Regions from separate parts of the Mus musculus genome. Here region 2 is linked to region 1. Evidence: chromatin contacts called from public Hi-C data. All regions are on one chromosome and are shown on one strand. The core of a region is the stretch at or near the end of the contact, and the rest is flanking DNA. Distances in the headings are between cores, read along the strand shown. Region 1 overlaps Smurf1 (SMAD specific E3 ubiquitin protein ligase 1). Region 2 overlaps Kpna7 (karyopherin alpha 7 (importin alpha 8)).

The links. A called contact is a pair of places that touch in the nucleus more often than the background predicts.
Region 2: a Hi-C map of reprogramming fibroblasts shows a contact between it and region 1, with 2.5 times the contacts expected there. The contact joins two enhancer-like sites. A contact is called at or near these places in 15 of 39 promoter capture datasets (the 3T3-L1 cell line, 3T3-L1-derived adipocytes, the HPC-7 cell line and 9 more), 2 of 15 datasets of contacts at CTCF or cohesin (the NIH/3T3 cell line and stem cell-derived epiblast-like cells), 79 of 484 Hi-C or Micro-C datasets (the 3T3-L1 cell line, the AML12 cell line, the C2C12 cell line and 45 more), 23 of 115 datasets of contacts at active chromatin or transcription factors (the 3134 cell line, the NIH/3T3 cell line, bone marrow-derived dendritic cells and 14 more) and 5 of 9 other capture datasets (adipose tissue, embryonic stem cells, embryonic tail and 2 more).

Annotation. Positions count from the first base shown.
Region 1 is chr5:144,898,967-144,904,182 of GRCm38.p6, reverse strand. It overlaps Smurf1 (SMAD specific E3 ubiquitin protein ligase 1), which reads left to right. Exons shown (of 18, transcript NM_001038627.1): 2 at 1,605-1,643; 3 at 2,898-3,006; 4 at 4,685-4,818; 5 at 4,971-5,036. Among named protein-coding and RNA genes, the nearest start is that of Mir7039, 4.8 kb to the right of the region's middle. Within about 2 kb of position 3,007, at least 22 of the 459 cell types and tissues checked have an H3K27ac peak or open chromatin away from gene starts, as enhancers often do. A contact at or near this core is called in reprogramming fibroblasts, where this site is marked.
Region 2 is chr5:144,986,561-144,991,776 of GRCm38.p6, reverse strand. It overlaps Kpna7 (karyopherin alpha 7 (importin alpha 8)), which reads left to right. Exons shown (of 12, transcript NM_001347531.1): 10 at 1,945-2,091. Among named protein-coding and RNA genes, the nearest start is that of Kpna7, 19 kb to the left of the region's middle. Within about 2 kb of position 3,031, at least 50 of the 459 cell types and tissues checked have an H3K27ac peak or open chromatin away from gene starts, as enhancers often do. A contact at or near this core is called in reprogramming fibroblasts, where this site is marked.

The DNA of each region.
Region 1 (5,216 bases), core at 1,758-4,257:
TGAGTGCATCTGCACCTGGGTTATGTAGTGCTGGGGTCAAACCCAGGGCTTTCCCTGTGGGAGGTGCATTCACACAGCCAACACAGTGTTAGCCTTCACCCAGCACACAGCCTGTGGTTCCAGTCATCAGAAATGCTGGGAATCGGGCACGGAGCAGAGCCACGGAACAACGGGTTGTTGCCTCGGGGTGGGGAGTTTGAGGTAACAGAGAGGACTAATGGGAACACCATTCTTTGGAGGCCTTAAAAATATGTGAAAATTGATTGTGATCTGGTAGCCCCCTAACGCACAAGAAACCCTCAGTCATGCGCTGTTTGAGTAGGGGAATTGTGTCGTGTGTGGATGACGTTCCTACGGATGTTTCTTAAGAGAGAAGTGTGCAGTGCCGCATGAGCCTAGACCACCACATCCTTCAGAGCCAGCACTGCGGGCCACACAGTCCCAACAGGACAGTGAGCTGTGTCTCTCCTCGGTGCTCTTTCCCGCCATGTGGCAGATGTGCGACAAGATATGTCATCTATTCACCTAGCATCTAGCTGTCCGTCTGTCTGTCTGTCTGTCTGTCTGAGGGCCTGGCCATGGAGCTCAGGCTGGTATGAAACTCATTAACTAGTCCAGGCTGTCCTTGAACTCGTGGCCTTCCTGCCTCACTTCATGATGGCTGTGAGTGCCAGTGTGAGCCCTTCGCTCATCAGATGATGATGGTGGTACTGATACTATATGCTACATTCTTGCTGTCTGCCTTCTTTGAAGTTACATCATTTATTTGTTAATGTGGGGATGGTGCATGGGAGCTCATACAATTCGAAGGAGTCTGTTCTCTCTATCTGTGGGCCCTGGGGATTGAACTCAGGTCCTCAGGCTTGGTGGGAAGCCCCTTTACCTGCTGAGCCTTCTTGCCAGCCCTTTACAGCCACCTCCTCCCTTCCTTGTCCCTTTTGTTGTTGTTTTTGTTTTTCTAGACAGGGTTTCTCTGTGTAGCCCTGGCTGTCCTGGAACTCACTCTAAACCAGGCTAGCCTTGAACTCACAGAGATCCACCTACCTCTGCCTTCAGAGTGCTGGGAATAAAGATGTGTGCCATCATTGCCCAGCTCTGGTACAACCTCCAAAGATTCAGCCTGTTAACTTTTTCCCCACAACACTCTGCTAAAAGCTCTGCTTTTTCTACGGTTTTCCCTGTTTTCCAGTTTCCAGTACCAAAGTTTATACTTGCAAAACTGACCCCCTACACACACATAGTGTTATTTATCAGAATACCCAGAGTGCATAGCTCCCGTTGTTGTTAGCAGCTCTGTAAAGGTAAATGCACCTGCTTTTTAAAAATTGGTGTTTATGTAGCTTTAAAACACACAGGAATTCCATCTCTGTGTTTGTGCAGTTAATGTTTTAGGCTTAAATGATAGTGTTTACATTTGTTGATTCTCCAGTTTGAGGAAAGATACTTTTTTAGATAGTTGCTAGGGATGCTTGTCTAAAGTGAGACAGTTTGAGAGATGACTGACATATTAACTTCTGTGATTTTTTTCCCCCTCCTGTTACAAACACTAAGTGTGCGGGACGTTTGCTGTATCAATGTTAACTCCAGTGTCTGCTTGTTTTCAGTATTGTGTGCCAAGAACCTTGCAAAGAAAGACTTCTTCAGTAAGTACACCCAGCTTCATTTGTATATAGAGTTTATGTACTTCTGAAAATTATTGTGTGTGTTTCCCGTAGCATGCGTGTGGAGGTCAGAGGACAGCTTGCAGGAAGTTCTCCCCTTACACCATATTGCTACAGAGATTGAATTTAGATCTTGTTGGCCTCTGACATTTAATTAAAAAACAAAACAAAACAAAACAAAACAATGGGTGTTGTCTAAGAGTATAGGAGGCCAGAGCTTGAGCAGCGTCTCCCAGCTGCCCCCAGCATAGGTCTCCTCCCCCATTGCAGCCATGCCCACGTCCCCTGCATCCGATCTGGTAGCTTGTAGGACCCTGCTCTCTCCTCAAATACACCAAGACATTTACGATGTAAGTGGCTTGGCTAAAATTGCCAATCCAGTTTTACAAAATACATTCCATTTGAAAACCTCTGCAAGGGAGGAACTATAAAATGCTGAGGGCTGTACTCCTGAGCGCACCTCGCCCCTGTGCAGTCAGCCCTGAAAACTCCCTCGTTCCCATCCCAGGGGGCTTGCTGCCTGAGTGGCGTCATCTACAGTTTCAGGAAGAAGAGACTTAGGCTCAAAGACTCAGTAGCCAGGAAACTCCAAAGTGGTGGCTTGCAGCCCAGCCTCTCTCCAAAGCCTCCGGCCTTGTTGCTTGTCTGGCATCAAACCTGTCGCATCCACTTGTGACTCGGGGACAGGCGCCGTGATGCCACAGCTAACACAGGCAAAAGATCAGTAACATTTCTGGGGATTGTGACTATTGAAAAATTTACTTGATAGATCATGTTTCTGCATCCAGTCAGTCCCTTTAGTAATGATCAGAGTTGGGCTGGCTCAACAGACAAATCGCTCGGTGTCTGTGTCCAGTGTTTGTCATGGCTGCCCGTCTAGCCCCAGGAAATCTGACACTTGTAAGCCTTTGCAGTACCCACACTCATGTGCATACATGTGCATACACAGACACACACATGTAAACAGAAGCAAGCTTTGAAATGTAAGCTCAGCAGAGATGGATGTTTGGATCTAAGACTGTTTCCATGCGTTTCTGCTCATCCAAGTGTGAAGGTGCAGCACGAGGCTCAGACCTCTCTTTGCTAATGAAGATAACATTCAAAGAGAGGCAGTGAGGCGGGGCATGTGCAAGCCTGATCCCAAGGGGCAATCTGCCACTCTCTTCTGTAGGATGCCGCTGTGCCACCAGGTAGACTCTCACCACATCTGCCTATGTCTGCTCTCTCTCTCCCCAGGACTCCCCGACCCCTTTGCCAAGATTGTTGTGGACGGCTCTGGGCAGTGCCACTCAACCGACACTGTGAAAAACACCCTGGACCCAAAGTGGAACCAGCACTATGACCTGTGAGTCACTCCTCCCTGGGAGGCTCTGGGGCTGCGGAAAAGTGGCTGTCAGGCTTGGAGGAGACACTTAGAGGGGAAAAAAGATGGCTGACTTTACTGATAACCAAAGACTTGACAAAGCGAACATGGCCTGTTACTGACTTCCCAGTCAACATCCCCTGATGTCTTGGCATTTGTTCTCATGGGTTTTCATGATTTGGCCCTTACCACAGTGACACTGTGATCTTGGACATGTCAATCCCCTTGTCATGCTAGCAGAAAACCAACCAACCAAAAGGAGCCGTGACCCCTGCCTTAGTATGCTCCTATGCTTACAACCAAAAAACAACCCAGCATACAGTTTTGTATGTTCATTCCAAATTTAGGGCCATGTTTTTATGTGGACGCATGTCCATGCACAATGATTATTAACATGAACTGCAGAGCGTGTGCAGGTGTGATGGGCTTTTTAATAATACATGTGTTTGTTATTTTCCTCACATGGCTTGGACTGTGGTTGCCATCTGTCCTGACAGTTCTCTGTGGACACACCCTAGGATCAAGTGGGGTTATTATCTTGGTCCATGTGCCTTTGTGCATTTTGGACAGACAGTAAAATTGTAAGCGGCCCCAGTGTTCTCTGTTAAGCCTGGGTCACTGCTTTCCAGAATGGGATGCATAATCAACCTTTTTACAAGATCTTATCACATGCTGGGCCTAGTGGTATAGGGGCCTGTAGTGCTGGCACTTCCAGAAGCTGAGACAGGAGCATCGCAAGTCAGGGGCCTGCCTAGTTTACAGAGCCAGTCAACCTGGCTCTTATGTGGGGAGATGTAAACAGAGACAGACTGAGGTAATTTCTCCATCATGGTCCACTCTGTGACTTGATGAACACACTGGACTTCCTTACAGGAGGGTGGGGTGAGGGCTGACTTAGAGGAGCTACCGAAGTTCTGAAAACCCACTCCAGCACCAGCGGTGCTGGGCCTTGCAGGCAGCTGAGCAGCTTGGGGAGTCTTCTTTCCTCAGCAGTCCCTGCTAACTCTGGGAGGGCTGGGAGGAAGGGACCTTGTAAATCTGCTAAGTTTCAGGACTTCCTGAGACTTTGTGAGTTGCTTACTTCCTGTGTTTTAATGAGATTCCTTTAGAATTTCCTGAGTCTCAATAAGTCCTTCTGGTGTAGAATATTTTAATTCCAAGGAAATTGCTTCACAGCACCAGTCTGGGGAGCTTAAACTCCATCTCAGAATAAAAAAAGGTTTTTTTCTTTTGTTTGTTTCCTTTTAAGGGTGGTGGGATAGGATTGGGCATGTGGCATTAGGTGTAGAACACCTGCCTATTGTTCTTCACTTTAGGTAGAACTCTTGCCAGTGAGGGACCAAGGGTGTGGTTCAGTGGTAGAGGGCTTGCTTTGGCCCCTGTGAAATCCCTGGTTCGGATCTCTAGTACAGTAAATAAATGAACAAAGGGAAAAACAAATTTAAAAATGCTTATTACACCATGGTTGCCTGCACTCACTGCTTGTGTAGCTGGTGGGAGTCCTTTTCCTGTGCCTGATGAGGGATGGTGGCTCTGCCCTCACTGCCAGGGTCCCGAGGCAGCCAGATGCATGTGGGTGAGGGCCCGATGGACTCGTGTGCTGAACGAGTTTGTGTGCTGAACGAGTTTGTGTGCTGAACGAGTTTGTGTGCTCTCACAGGTATGTTGGGAAAACGGACTCGATAACCATCAGTGTGTGGAACCACAAGAAGATCCACAAGAAGCAGGGGGCTGGCTTCCTGGGCTGTGTGCGGCTGCTCTCCAATGCCATCAGCAGATTGAAAGACACTGGCTGTAAGAACCAGACGCTCTTCTGCCTCTCAGTGCACCCTCGGAAAGCTTAGGCGGCCCTGTGTCTTACTTTTATTTGAATGCCGAATGCAGAATTCCTGCCTTCCTCCCTAGTTAACGTTCTTTGGGTTAAGTTTTGAATTGTTTGTTTGCAGACCAGCGTTTGGATCTATGCAAACTAAATCCCTCAGATACTGATGCAGTTCGTGGCCAAATAGTGGGTAAGAATTTTCTCATCTGCATAAAGGGACTTGGATGGAACCCTCCGTCCTGCTCCCAGTGCTGACGGGGGACAGGCTTCCAGGGCAGACCACAGTGGGCCATCTCTCCAGTACTAAACCTTTCTTGTGTGGTTTCCTTTCTTTTCTCTGGTTCCCATCATCCTGTCATTGAAACTTAGT
Region 2 (5,216 bases), core at 1,782-4,281, 88 kb before region 1:
GGGACTCTGTAGGCATTTCCTGTGAAGGAAGCCAGATGGAGGAGACACTACTGAGAGAGGGTAGTGGCTGCTGTCACACCTGTGGTGCTCAGGGAAGGGAGGGAACATTCTCTAAGCGTGAGAAGTGAGCATGTGGATGACTCTCGCGTCGCGGACACTTGGGGAGAAACATCGTAGGCAAAGGAATAACCAGGAGAGACGCAAGTAGCATAGCAAGGGCAAGAAGATGGAAGATGGAGGGAGAGGGAGAGGACTGAGGTCTGGGGCAGACGAGCAGAGAAAGCCCTCAGAAGCTTCACAACAGAACAAACGAGCCGAGGGGTTGTTTGTTTCATTTGTGTGGCTATGTGTCTGTATGTGGATATGTGCATATGAGTACAGGTGCCAACAGAGGCCAGAGCCACCAGAGTCCCCTGGACTGGAGTGGCAGGTGGTTCTGAGCCCCTGATGTGTGTGGGAATCCACCTCACATAGGATCACCTCTGTAGGAGGCGTTTTTGCTCTTAAACATCTCTCCAGACACATTTTTGGTTTTGATGCTTTTCCTTTTGAGATTTGACACAGGCTCTCCCTACATAACTTACACTGAACACACGGTCTCCCTGTATGACTTACATAGGACACATGGTAACACTTGAGCTTCCTGAGACCTCTGACATGCTGAGATTAGAGTCACACCCCGCCACGCCCACTTCTGCATCAGATTTATTTTAAAAGATCGGTTTACTTTTATTTTATCCGAATGGATATTTTGCCTGCGTGTATGTCTGTACACCACGTGAATGCAGGGCCACGGGGACCAGAAGAGGTCATGGAATCCTCTGGAACTGGAATTAGAGATAGCTGTGGGCTACCTTGTGGGAGCTGGGAACTGAACCTGTGTCCTTTGGGAAATGCCCTTAGCCACAGACCCATTTCTCCAGCCTCCCTATATCAATTGTTTAAGATCCAGTAAACCACCAGGGGTTAAAGTCATAGAAGAAAGACAGGCCTGGATTGGAAAGAACTATAAATCGTTCCTGAGTGGCACTGTGCCTGGACAGGATAATGTCATTCCCCAAGGACGGTCAGGACAAAGGTGAAGAGAGAAATGCTATGCGCTGATACCATGGATTCCTTTAATGACTGCGTTGAGTGGACTTGCCAAGCCCACACCTGGGGAGGTGGAGGTGGAGGTAGGAGGACTAGGGATTGAGGTTACTGTGCTCAGCTACATAGCCAAGTTCAAGGATGGCCTGGACTGCGTAAGACCCTGTCTCAGCAGTTCCTAGAGTCCTGTAATGCTCATCTAGGCTTTGATGTTTATTAAATGCTTTCTTACTTTGAATTCTTTGGTGCTTTGGACAAATGCCTTTTTGGATTTATTACATTAGTATCCTATGAATGTTGGATACATTTTTAGTAAAAAAGTGAATGACTGTGTGAACAAATAAACCCACCGGTGACTTCATGAATGTATTTGTGAGTGAATGAATTCCTGGGTGATTTTGTGAATGAGTGAATGAATTCCTGGGTGATTTTGTGAATGAATGAATTAGCAGATGCATTCCTGGGCAAATGGATTCCTGGGTGATTTTGTGAATGAGTGAGTGAATTCCTGGGTGATTGTTGTGAATGAAAGACTTTGTGGATGATTTTGTGAATGACTAAAGGCAGGGGTGGACTTTGTAAATAAATGCACTCAAGCACGATTGAGGAAATGAATTAATGACAGGAGAGGAGGGAGATCTTGGCCTTTTCAATGGGTCTGTGACCTTTCCTCCTGGATCAGGTCTGCCTCTAACTAAAACAGCCCCCTTAAGGCTGGCCAGCTGAAGTTCCACGTGCACGCGCGCACACACGCATGAGTACACACACACACACACACACACACACACACACACACACTGCCCAAGCACGCTCTGGGTCTCACTGTCTCTTTGCTGGCTTCTCGCCCATCCTCAGCATATAGACAATCTACAAGAGAAGAAAAGGCTGTATTTTCAGATAGAAAAATTTGGTGGCTTTGAAAAAATTGAGTGTTTACAGCACCACCACAACATTTCCATCAGCAATAGCGCCCTGGACATCATCGAGAAATACTTCTGTGAGGTGAGTAAGGAGACCCTTGTGTTGTGGGGCTGGCTCTTGGTGGCCGTGCTTCCACCATTATCCTGTGAACCCGGCTGGTCCCCGTTCTACAGGTGGCCTTTGAGTATCAGGAAGCTTGTCTGGGAGCTGGGGCATGGCTCAGATGATCCAGTGCTTGCTATGCAAGTGTGAGGACCTAAATTTGAGCCCATGTGAGAAACCCAGGCTTGTTGATCCATGTTTAGAATCCCAGTCCTGGGTGAGCACGGATGTTTGACCCAGTGCTTAGTCAGTCTAGCTAAACAGATCCCAATCCAGGGAGAGATGCAATGCAAAATTAAACACACCGCAGAGGCGTCGTCGGCAAGATGGATGATGGGTGGTGTCTTAGTTAAGGTTTCTATTGCTTCAATGAAACACAATGACCAAAAGCAAGTTGGGGAGGAAAGGGTTAATTAGGCTTAAGCTTCCACATCACTGTTTGCTACTGAAGGAAGTCAGCACAGGAATTCAACCATGGTAGGAGCCTGGAGGCAGGAGCTGACAGGATTCCCTTCAGGCCTCTCTTAGGCAATTTCTTTCTTTCTCTCTCTCTCTCTCCCTCTCTCTCTCTCTCTCTCTCTCTCTCTCTCTCTTTCTTTCTTTTATTTTCTATTGCTTACTAGCTTGCTTGCTCACTTGCTTGCTTGTGAGTGCTCTGTCTGCATGTACACCTGCAGGCCAGAAGAGGGCATCAGATCCCTTTATGTATAGATGGTCATGAGTCACCATGTGGTTTCTGGGAATTGACTCGGGACCTGTGGAAAATCAGTCAGTGCTCTTAGCTGCTGCACCCCCTCACCAGCCCTGGAGACATTTTCTTAATTAAAGTTCCCTCCTCTCAAATGATACGAGACTATCCTCAACGTCTGTGTAAAGGCGCTCCATGTCAGGCTTGAGGACTGGCATCCCTGGGACCCATGTACGTGATAGGAGAATCATGACTCCTGCCGATTGTCCCTAACCTCATGCACAGGGTACACACACACACACACACACACACACACACACACACACACACTGTTTAAGCAACACAAATAGCTCCTATGGAATGACAACTGAGGTTGGCCTTAGCCTTCCTAGGGCACACAAAGCCAGTCTACACCCATGGGAGCTTATCTCTTGGTTTCTGGTTTTAAACTGTCTTTCCCTTGCCTCCCCCGCCCCCCCTCGAGCCCCACCCAGGGGAATAGGAGTGGAAGGGACAAAGGACAATACTCTGAAAGAGATTTTTCTAAGAATGCAAACAATGCCGTCTGGCCCAGCTTTTGGGGGAAACCATTTCAACACTACATTTTGTCTCTTTCTAGAACACATAAGTTTGGGAATGAGTTACTCCATAAAATGTCTGAGTTGTCTGTGGCCTGGGGAAGTAGAGATCAGATAGAGGTTTCTGTAAAGGTCTATCCAGTGGTAGGATATAAATAACATAAAGTTTACCAGGTGACCACTTCGCAGGGGGAGATGACGCAGGCCTGTAACCCCAGCACTCAGGAAGTAAAAGCTGGGAAGGTCGGGAGTTCAAGGCCATCCTCAAGTGCATAGGGAATTCAAGGCAGTGGAGACTTTGAAGACATCCTTAGTTGGTGACATGTTTGCCAGACAAGTATGAGGGCCAAGGCTTGTAATCTGACATCCATGTAAAACTCTGGGCAAGGCACAGGCACCTGGAATCCCACTGTTTGGAAGACAGAGACGGGGGGCTTGATGGCCATCCAGTCTATCCAAACTGGAGGGCTCCAGATTTAGTGAGAGACATCCACCCCCAAAAGACGAAGGTGGAGTGTGATTGAGGAAGACACCAGAAGTCAACCTCTGGCCCCTGTACACACGGGTGCACGTGACCCTGTGCGCATGGTAGTTACACATTCTGCACATGCGCACATGGCTCGTTTGATTCCTCTTCCTCGAGAACCTGATTCTGCGCATGCGCACAGGTCTTGTTTGATTCCTCTTCCTTGAGGACCTGAGACAGTGCAAGTGCATAGCAGCAGATAGTAGAGAACTGAGGCTGGGCGGAGTGGGAGCTAGGCGTTAGTGTGAGCGAGGACAGAGTTTCAGTTAGGGAAGAGGGAGAGGGAGAGCGGTGATGGGTGGGTGGGGGGGGGGGGTCACAGCACACGTGTTCTCAATGGCAGCCAAGTCTGCTTAAAAATCCACAAGATGGAACTGGTAAAACGGCTCGGGGTGTAAAGGTGCTAAGGTGCTTACTGCCTCACCTGAGGGGCTGAGTTCAATTCCCAGGACCTAATTAGTGCAAGAGAGCCAACTGCCACAAGTTGACCTCTAACCCCTCCACACATGCTGTGGAATGTGTACATGTGTGCATTCTCTCTCTCTCTTTCTCTCTCTCTCTCTCTCTTTCTCTCTCTCTCTCTCTCTCTCTCTCTCTCTCACTCACTCACTCTCTCTCTCACTCACTCACTCTCTCTCTCTCTCCCTCTCTCTCCCCCTCCCCCTCCCAAAAATATTTTTAATTATTAGACTGAAAGTAGACATATTAGTGAGGTCCACCACTGTAATCCTAGCATGTGGGAGGTAGAAGCAGGCACAGTAGAAATTTTAGACCAGCCTAGGCTACATGGGAGTCTCTCAAAAAAAAAATCAGGCATGATGGTGCACGCCTTTATTCCCAGCACTCAGGAGGCAGAGGCAGGTAGATCTCTGTGAGTTTGAGGCCAGCCTGGTCTACAAAGGGAGTTCTAGGGCAGCCAGGGCTACACAGAGAAACCGTGTCTCAAAAAAAAAAAAAATTCAAGGGGGTCAGACATGGTGGTGTTCATCTGTAATCCCAAACTGAGGAAAGCTGGAAGTCAGAGGCTAGTCTGGACTGCACAATACAAACCTTGGCTCAAAAGAGGAAGTAGACAGACATCAGTTGTTTGTATTGTACTGCATACGCAACTATGTTCAGAGCCCATCAATACTGTAGCAGCTCCCCCCTCCTCCCTTGAACAGTGCTCCCCTCCCCCATCCTGCTCCCCATCTCCTCCTCCTCCCTTTCTCCTCAGAGGAGGGCAGGCCTCCCATGGAGATCAACTAGCCTTGGCATAGCAAGTTGCAGTAGGACTAGTATCTTCTCCTGTTCAGGTTAGATGAGGCAGCCC